Linked DNA regions of Gossypium raimondii: region 1 is linked to region 2. A link is a contact called in public Hi-C data. All regions are on one chromosome and are shown on one strand. The core of a region is the stretch at or near the end of the contact, and the rest is flanking DNA. Distances in the headings are between cores, read along the strand shown.

Region 1 (4,880 bases), core at 209-2,708, 140 kb after region 2:
TTCTCAAGAAATGGAAATGACCATACTTCAATAATGTGTAAGAACAACATTTTCAAAGACAAGAATAAGGACAAAAGTACGTCAAATGCAAGGAAACCACATAAAAGTTACTAGAAATTCATAGGACACAGCCAAATAAGTAATAGGAAGAATTTTAATAAAATCAAGTTGACATGAACATGAAGCTTAGCCTAGATGGTTCATACTTTGTATTCAATGGGTTTGGGATTCAAATCCCAGAATCTGCATCCCCTTCCTAGGCTACGAGCTCTTTTGTACCATAAAAAGAAAAAAAAATTTCAAAAGTTAACACCAACTTACATAGTACCTCTCTTATTTATATGATAGTATAGAAAAAAGTAATTATGTTAATTTATGCTACTCTGGACTCTTTTTTTTATTTTTCAAGAAAGTAGCTGTGTATGACCACAAATTAGTTAATCAATATCATCTTCCAAATATATGGAAAAACTTGAATTTTTAATATACATGTCCTAGATAGATACGGTACTAAGAATAGCCCTAAGTCTGGTAAAAGTGATGCTTACCAGCATTTCTAAAAATAAGAAAAGAAATTGCTTGTATAAGTGCAACTTAAACAAAAGAAAACAGAAAATTGAGATCATTAAAGTAAAAGAATACCATTTTATTTTTGTATATATGCAATCAAATACTTGTGTTTATGTCTTAGAATTGAGCTATTCTATTTTTCACTTATAATCAAATATGTACTCGTACTAATTAAGCAAACCCTTCAAGAAATAAAAATTAAGCCGTCCCTAGCCTCTGAAGGAAAAGAAACGAAAAGCAAGAAAAGATTAAAGTTTTAAGTAGAATAAACCTGAGAAATGGAGAGGGAACCCTTAGGATCAAAAGCGGTGCAATCACGGGGGATCTCGAACAAGGACAAGGAGAACTGCTTATCAACGACGCCGACATCGAAGTTGATCAAACCGGAGGTTGGATCATCGACGCGAATGTTAATGACAGGAAACCATAAGAAGAGTTCCTGTTGGGAGACACCAGACAAATTAGCGATCTTGCCGAAAGACAAGACACCGGAGATGTTGAAATCGTAATGGAGCTGGATCTCGAATTCGGAGTTGCAGGGATGGGTTAGGTTGACGTGGAAACGGTTGGTGTTGGGGTCAATTGAGAAATCAGAAATCCCCTTAGGGAGGAGACCTATAGGGAGGCCGTTGTGTTTCAAGTGGTCGTATATTGAAGAAGGGGGTGAGTGTGCAGTGAGAAAGAAAGTCAGAAAAAGTGCGGGAAAGAGAGAGAGAAATGGAATTCTCATGTTTAGGCTTTAATTTCTCTCTACTTTTTTCCCAAAATGAAACAACTTCCTCTCTTCGATTGATTTTAAGGTTGGAGAACGCAGAAAGAAAAACGGGAACCAGAACAGGGAACGGTTATTTTCTAAGGGTTTGGATTTGTCCTCCACTTTCCTCTACACGCGCTTAATACGTCTCTTTTATTTTATTAATAAATAATAAAATATATGACTGGAAATTAATTAATAATATTAAAATGAAATTTTAAATTAAATTGTGAGTAAACACATAAATATATTACAAAATCAAATGAGATGTCGAGTTAATTTGTGATACGAACTCAATCAATATTATTAATTTAATGGAGTTAAAATAAAAACGTATAAAAAAATATTAAAATGAAGCTTTAGTTGAGTGGTAAATTTAAAGTTCTATTAATCTAATTAATATGAGTTGAAATTCCACCGTTTTATAACTTATTTTAATTACACGCGACTTATCTTTAATATTGAAATTAAACGTGACTGTTAATCTCATTTGTGATGATAATGCAAGTTTCTAATGCTTAACTTCACCTCCGCCTCACTCAAGCATATATTCAAGGAGGAAAATCAGGTTAGCTCGCTTAGGGAGCAATTTTCCAGTAGGAATCTTTTGTTTATAATTAAAATAAAACATTTTGAAGTTAAGAAAAATATACCAACAATAAAATTTAAACTTCAACCATCAAGCAACTTTATCATTTCAACTAAAGTCTCTTTGTTATGTTATATGAACTTTTGGAATAAAATATGTTTTTCACCCGCATCGGGTTTTATGTATCTATACTATATATTAAGGGTTGATTGAGTTGTTGTCACCCTTCAACCGAGTTCTAACTCAATTAGGAAATTACCAAAATCTCATTTATTTTACAAACTAACAAATATATTTATATCTTATTATATTTTGATAAATTTAGAAAATGCTTACACATAATGAGAATACTCCATTTGATTTTTGAATTTTTTTTCATTTTCATTTTATTTTCAGAAAGTAGTTTTCATTTTCCATTTTTTAAACTACAAAATTGGTTTCAATAATGAAAATGTTTGGTAAATATTTTCTACAATGAAAAATAAAATAAATAATTTTTACATTCATATGGGTTTGAAATAGGGTACCAAAATTAATATTTGAAAAATCATTAGGAAAAAAAGAGTATTCTTATGTTTATATGAGTTTAAATTAGGGTCAATTCATTTAAAGTTAAAACTTTTGTCTTCATCATTTCACTTTTACAAAGCATTCTTAGTGGAAACAATGAAAACAACTTTTATTGTTTTTTTTTACATATTTTATTTTTATTTTTAAAATAATTTTAAAATTTTCAACAAAAACACGTTTTATTCAATATTTTCATTTTTAAGAACAAAAATTTGGTTTTGAGAAACAAATATCGCTTTTTTTTCTATTTTCTTACAAAATGGGAAATAATGAAGAAAATATATTTGGTTAAAATTTTAAAAAGATTTTGAAAATGAAAATAAAAATATGTGAAAATTAGAGAATAAAAACATATTTTCATTGTTTTCGATAAAATGTTTTAGGAAAACGAAAAAAAGTTAAAACAAAGGATTCTAAGCTTCATTTTATGCATTAAAATTATCCGAGTTTGTCCTTTTAAAACTAACTTTTTATTTTGTAACCTTTAAACCTTTTTTATTTAATTACGTTTTAGTTTTCCATATTTCTGTTATTTTTATTAATATTTATAATTATTTTATATCTTAAAAAACCTATTAGATATTTCATATACTTTTTAGAATTTTTAATAATTATTAATGTATTTTAATTTTTATAATTTTATACTCGAATGAATATGTACGAATAGCTGTCTAATTTTAATTAATTTTTACATTTTTAATATTTTGATTACTTATAAAATCAATTTTCATATAATGTGCGTTATTTTTATTTTTATTATTTCAATTTTTTACACTCATCTTAAAGAAATCTAAACACATTATTGTCCAGGTTTAATTATTTGCCCAAATTCAATCAAAATGTGTACATCTTTTTTTATTCAATTTTATATATACGTAAAGCCAATTAAAATTTCAAAATTTTTTACTGGCCTTCTTGTTATTTCTTTTATTTGAATTTGATTTTAGTTTAATTCTATATTTTAATTTCCTATTCGACTAATCATATTCATTTTCAATCATTTTGTGTTCGAACTCAATTTGTTCCTTTGTTTGAATAACATTTTATTTGAACAAGGAAAGTAAAAAGCATGAAGTATCCCGTACTTCCTGTAAAAACATCTAATTTTGTTATTCCTAATTTAGGAAATCTAAGCAAAGAAAATCAAAAATATTTTTAACGATGCAAAATTTTGTTGAAAAGATTATAATGGTAAAAACTCATTCAAACCAATCTTTTCCGCAAAAATAGTTAAAAATCATTTACTTTTCTTAAACAATATTTTAATTACTCCAACAAGATCATCACGCATCCAAACACCTAGGATATTAGTTATAGTGAAAAGACTATTTACTATAGCTGTAAGACTAGGAGTATATAATACTGCCCATTTAATGAATCCAAACTACATTACCAGGAAGAAAAATCCCACCAACTCAACCTGCTTGCCTGCCTGTCCTTCCTACCTTTTACTCTCCTACTCGACAGTCTTATTTCAAGGTTCAATCACGAACAGAGGCTGTAAAGATGTCAAAAAAAGAACGTCCGAGAAACAGAAAACCAAAACAAAAGGGAAAAAAACAATCAAATTTACTTCAAACCCACAATTCAATACCCATCCATCCATCCATATACATTGTTTGGAATCAAGGTAGCAAAGAATACTCACCGTATCAACGCTGACAGCTTTGCCATCTTCTACAAGGATCTCGACTATGGTTCCTGATTGATCAGCCTATTGAAACAATGATTTTTCATCTACAGTTAGCCACATAAGAGACAGTTTGACAATTTCAATAAACTATGGATGCAACAAAACAGCATCTTGATTAAGGGCTGTACGACAGATTACAGTGATACTGCAACTGCCAAGTGCAGTAATTATGGGCGATAATCACTCATTGGCCAAACAAACTAAAATGCAGCTATCAGGTTGGTTGTTGAGAATGCTCCAAGAGGAAGAACTAATATGGAATCTATGCCTTCCAACAGCTGAATTTCAGTTTTGCCTAAATGTGCTGCATTATAACCAGCTAGTTTAAGCCAATCACCACATATTTCCCAATAAATTATATGAAAGAAAACATGGAAGTATATGCTATGAAACTTAAACCCGCTATCCATCATAAAGAACTTGACCATAGACTTTACCTTTGATAGGAAATTTAATATTCTCTTTAAGGTTAAAGTTTAATCAAGGAAGCATGACAGTTCAATCAAAAAATGGAAAACTAACTGGCCATCTAATTGAAGCCTGCAGCAGAGTATCCTGATAACCAAAAAGTACCAGTCAAGCTTGCTTAAGTTTCTGTTCAGCATTGACCTTAGGGCTTTACACATTCAAGGATCCTAAAGATCTTAAAAGCAAACTCTTGAGCCAACTACACGAATCTTTTCCTTCCATTCAGCCTCTGTTAA
Region 2 (4,930 bases), core at 575-3,074:
AAAGAGAAAATAAAGAAGAGCTTTTGATTGGTGCAGGTGATGCGAATAGAGAAAATCATACAAAAACAATTTTAATAGCCTAGTGATGTAAATGAAAATTTTCAAATAGTTTGGTGATCATTTTGTAACATTTTGAAGTTAAATGACCAAAACATAAACTTATTAATAGTTTAGTGACATTGGATGTAATTTACCAATAGAAACTACACAAATATACAAAATTCAGAGTTATCCATATCTTGTATCATATTCACGGGAATTTCGGCTTCGGTAGTTGCTATACAAAGAAAAGGAAAGAAAGGAGATGGAGTGGAGGGCCTACGGCTGGGCGTCGAGAGAAGAAAAGGTTTTCTTGTTTGTGAGCGGATTTTCAAAATAAACTTTGCAAATGATTTCGTTTTTTGGTAATAAAAGGGAAGAGTTGAGATAATTGAATTTCTAGAGTTTGAGGCTGGTGCCTTCCACACGGCTTGGCTTTGTACCTGGACTAGCCACGCTAAGGCGGACAAAGTGTTGATTTTGTTGCTCTCGTAGCAAAACGATAATGGCCGTGAATAACGATGATACCAGAATGCAATATGCATGACCGATCCATTCACGTTGAAAGTTAAAAGAGAGAGAAAATGATGGTGGCATTTCTTTTTTCTACAGCATGTGCTGCTTCTTCAAAAAGTTTTAAGTGAAAGTCATGCAAGACACGCTTCCCCAGTGGGCAGTGGACTTTATCATTTGCCTTTCCGTTCAAACTTGGATCTGTGGGGGGGGGGGGGGGGGAATCAATCGTTTTGACTTTTGTTGAATGCCTATCTTCCCTGTCTCGGAGAGAAGAGAAGCAAATTTCTTTCCTTTTTCCGTCCTGAAATTGCATTGCTTTGCACCACTCAAGTATAATAATGGAACAGATAGATCAAATCACAAATATAAAATTGGAAACTGTAAAAAATTTAATTCAAATTATAGTTACAAAATTATAATAGAAAAACTACAGATTTGATATGAGACCAAGTCCTGCTCTAGGCCTACCATAAGCATGAGTTGTGAGTGTGGCGGAAATGATTGTTCTTGAGACGAATATATCTCCTCTTGCGCCCGCGACACAAGAAGGCAAATCGGAGTCTGGACAAGACCAACCTTTTGAGTTTACAGGCAGACCGTAGCCTAAGCCACATGACCCTCTTAACCCCCACCAAGGATCTCTTGATTCTCTCAGTCAGGGTCCTCTTCCTGCAGAACTGGTAGCTCCTCAGGAACAGCTGTCTCTTCTCCATCATCACCATCATGTTCTTGTGCTCCATATACCCATATGAGATGCCGCTAACTGATGATATAACATGATCATTATCACCACTTAGTAGAGCCATTTAACCCAGACCAAAGCTACTAGAGCTAGCTGTAGAGCAGAGCCAGAATCCGGCTCAAAACAAAGATGAGAAACAAAGCATACGCATTGAGGTTCGACGGAAGGTAGATAGAATATTGAATTCGCGGTAAGGTCTGCTCTGGTGGGTATTTAAAATGTGCAGAAATTTGCTCGCTTGCTTTGAATTTGGTTAAGCCTGGGAGAGCAGAGCGCCACCGCAGGAGCCAGCCAACTGTCAAATATCTGTCGACAAGGGCAGGCACTGACCCAACTTTTTTTTTTTATTATTCTTCTTTGCTTTCTTCGCTTAAATACTGCAGCCGACGTTTACGGTCTGTTTCTGAGGGGAGTTCGTGTCTTATTGAGGTAATCTCATACGATCCAGGCCGCCTAGGTCTAGACTAATATCTTATAAGCACCCTATAAACAGTTCAAAGATAGATTCAGATCCACTTTTTGTCTTAGATGCGTGCGAAGCAAACGGATTATCAAATACGTGTTTGGAAACTGTAAAATAATTGTGAAGAAGTCTAAATTTTAGTATACTATTTACAATTGGATTTTAATTTCACAAACATTTTTTTTTTCAGAATATAATTAAATCTTTAAATTTTAAAAATTATATATATACTAAAACTATCAGCTTTCTAGTTTGAGCGAGTAATTCTGGTCCTCAACAAATCTAATAATAATTAATTAAACATGCCACACACGTGAAATTATAAATAATTATTACGAAATTTAATTATTAATTGACTTTCTAAACACATAATAAAAGTTGAATTTCTTTAAAATTTAAGGTTAAAAGGCAAAATTACCATTATGTTATAGGTAAATATTAAAATTAGTTACTATACTTTATTTCCATTGATATTTGTCATTATATTTTGAAACTATGAATAAATTAGTCTTTCAACTTTTATATAATTGAATTTTACCACTGAGCTTTGAATTTTATTAAAATTTGTCACCAATTTTGACTTTTAAAATTAAATTTTACCACTTTAAAAATATAATTTAATAAAAAATTCTTGCAAATATTTTATTTTAATGGCTAACGCTAATTTAACTTATAAATATTTAAAATTAGTAAACTAAATTAGAATTTCTATTTAATGAAATAAAACTTGAAAAATAAAAATAGGTATATGGTAAAAGAAAAAAAACATAAATTTTTATTTAATTTTAATATTATATATTAAAGTAAAATATAAATTTTTATTAAACTTTGTCTTAAAATTATTTTAAATTAAAATGAGTAGTAAAATTTAACATTGGAAAAATTCAATAAAACAAAAGTAAAATTACAAAATTCAATGTAGAGGTAATTTTAAAATTTGGTAAATTTGGTCGAACAGGGTTAGTTAAAATCTAAGGCATCTAAATTGAAGATGATTCATGAATATTTATTAAAACAAGAGGTTGATGAAAAAGTGGGGAAGACCTAATACATTTTGTAGTTAATCTGAATTGCATTGCAAGTTTAACCAAAAGCAAACATGGCCTGACCCGCCAGGATATAGTTATTCTACATCTTACCACCATTGGCCTTAACTTGCGCAGCAAGATAATTGCTACTAAACAATTTGTTCTCAACTGTGTAACCAAAACCAGAAGAAAAGGAAAATCTAAACTAAACTTTAATCACTCCACAATGAAAAAAATTGGATTTGATTGAAATTTGAAGAATGATTTTTCAAAAATAAAAATAAAAATATATATAAATAAATGAGGTGTATTTCATTGCTTTCACGACCAATGTTTGAACAAATGAAATAAAGGTTGAAAATGGAGGAACTTAAAATTTAATAATCCCTTAGTTCAAGTCTATATTAAAGAAGGTTTTTTAAAAAAAAACAAATATTCATTGAATCTTTATTTTATTTTCATATATTTCAAATTCATGCATAGTTTACGAATCAATCCCACAATTTTATTTTATTTTGATAAACAAGAAGCTGATAATTTTTATTTGATTACTTGTGTTTATCCATTTTAATTTTATTTGATTATATTAGTCAAATTATTATTTATCTAAAATTTATATTTTAAATTAATTACTATTACTACTTATTTCTCGACCTTTCCATTATAAAATGATAGCTATCAAATATGTTTTAGTATTTTTATTTTTCTAGACCTTTCAGTTAACAAATCTATTTTTTTTTTACAAAGAAAAACAATTGTATTTGTGGGATGTACCTCACATTTATTGCACTCTTTTGCGGGCACTTAGAAAGACGATCAACGAGCAACTCAAGAAGGAAAAAAAACAAGCCAGACATCACGACAAGAAGAGTCGAGACGACGCGATGAAACCCCAAGATGAATGTGGCATCGACGTCGTGATGAGTAGAGCATGGATGTCACAATGTGACAACGTTTTCCCAACTTATGCAGCTATGTTTTGACAGTTCAACATGACTTTTTTTTCCTAGTTAAACTCTGATTACTCTAGGAATATTTTAGTCATATTAGGACTTTAATATTAGCCTATTTAGAGGGTCTCTGTAACCCTGTTTTAGTGAGTTCATAGAATATCTCTTATGTGAGATTTGATGAAGAGTTTTGAGGAGAGTTTTTGAGAGAGCTTTGTATTCGAGTTTTGGGTTTTGCTTTTTTACGTTTATTTTCTCCATATTGTACTCTCGTTTGTTTACTCATTTAGTGAAAAGTCGAAGCCTCCTTTACTCTTGGTTTTTATCCTCTTCGAAGGGGTTTTTCACATAAAATTTATGTTCAATCTTTTCTACCTTTTCTATTTCGTTATTTATACGGGTCTATCCCTAAAAAATTGGTATCAAATCTTGGTTCGAATTCCGCAATCGACTCGTTCAGGATGACAACAATAAGATTTGATATCGAGAAGTTCAATGGGAACACAAGTTTCAATTTATGGCAAGTTCGGATGACAGCAATCTGGTTCAGAACAGTCCGAAGAAGGTTGTTATAGGGCAAAAACCCACGAATATGAATCAGTTAGAATGGGATGAGCTTCATGAGAAGGTTTTATCAACAATTTAGTTGTGTCTCATGAACAATTTAGAGAAAACAACAACCTTATGGAGAAAATTAGAAACCCTGCACATGACAAAGTCTCTAGCTAATTGATTGGGGTTGAAACAACGCCTATAATCATTCCATATAGAAAAAAGGTGAGTACCTTGGGGGTCACATCATTCAATGTTACTCTCTTGAACGATTTGAAGAATGCTGAGGTTAATATAGATGATGAAGATCATGCTATGATATTATTGTGCTATTTGCCTTTTTCATATAAGTCTTTCAGGGAGACCCTGATTTATGGTAGAGATAAACTCTCGCTTGAGGACGTGAAGGGAAACTTGTTGAGGAAGGAAAAACTCGATAATGCGTTAGATTTGGGTAACAAGTCTAGAAGTAAAGCTTCCGTTTTTGTTGCTAGAGGTAGGCAACAGTCTAAGAATTCAGGTCAGAACAAATATAGGTAAAGATTAAAGTCGAGGAATCGTGACAAGACATATAACTACTATAAGAAGTTGGGTCATATAAAGGCATAATGTTATAGGTTGAATGATCTGCCATAAATCA

What was found. A called contact is a pair of places that touch in the nucleus more often than the background predicts.
Region 1: a Hi-C map of leaf shows a contact between it and region 2, with 2.3 times the contacts expected there. The contact joins the promoter of LOC105782708 here to the promoter of LOC105781118 in region 2. A contact is called at or near these places in 2 of 2 Hi-C or Micro-C datasets (both in leaf).

What each region holds. Positions count from the first base shown.
Region 1 is chr13:35,748,493-35,753,372 of ASM2569854v1, forward strand. It overlaps LOC105782708, which reads right to left and starts at 1,459. Exons shown (of 3, transcript XR_001129893.2): 1 at 842-1,459. LOC105782707 (biotin carboxyl carrier protein of acetyl-CoA carboxylase, chloroplastic) reads right to left here. Exons shown (of 7, transcript XM_012607629.2): 6 at 4,132-4,197; 7 at 3,698-3,981. The coding sequence ends at 3,958.
Region 2 is chr13:35,609,208-35,614,137 of ASM2569854v1, forward strand. It overlaps LOC105781118, which reads right to left and starts at 1,825. Exons shown (of 1, transcript XM_012605694.2): 1 at 922-1,825. The coding sequence starts at 1,361. The coding sequence ends at 1,020.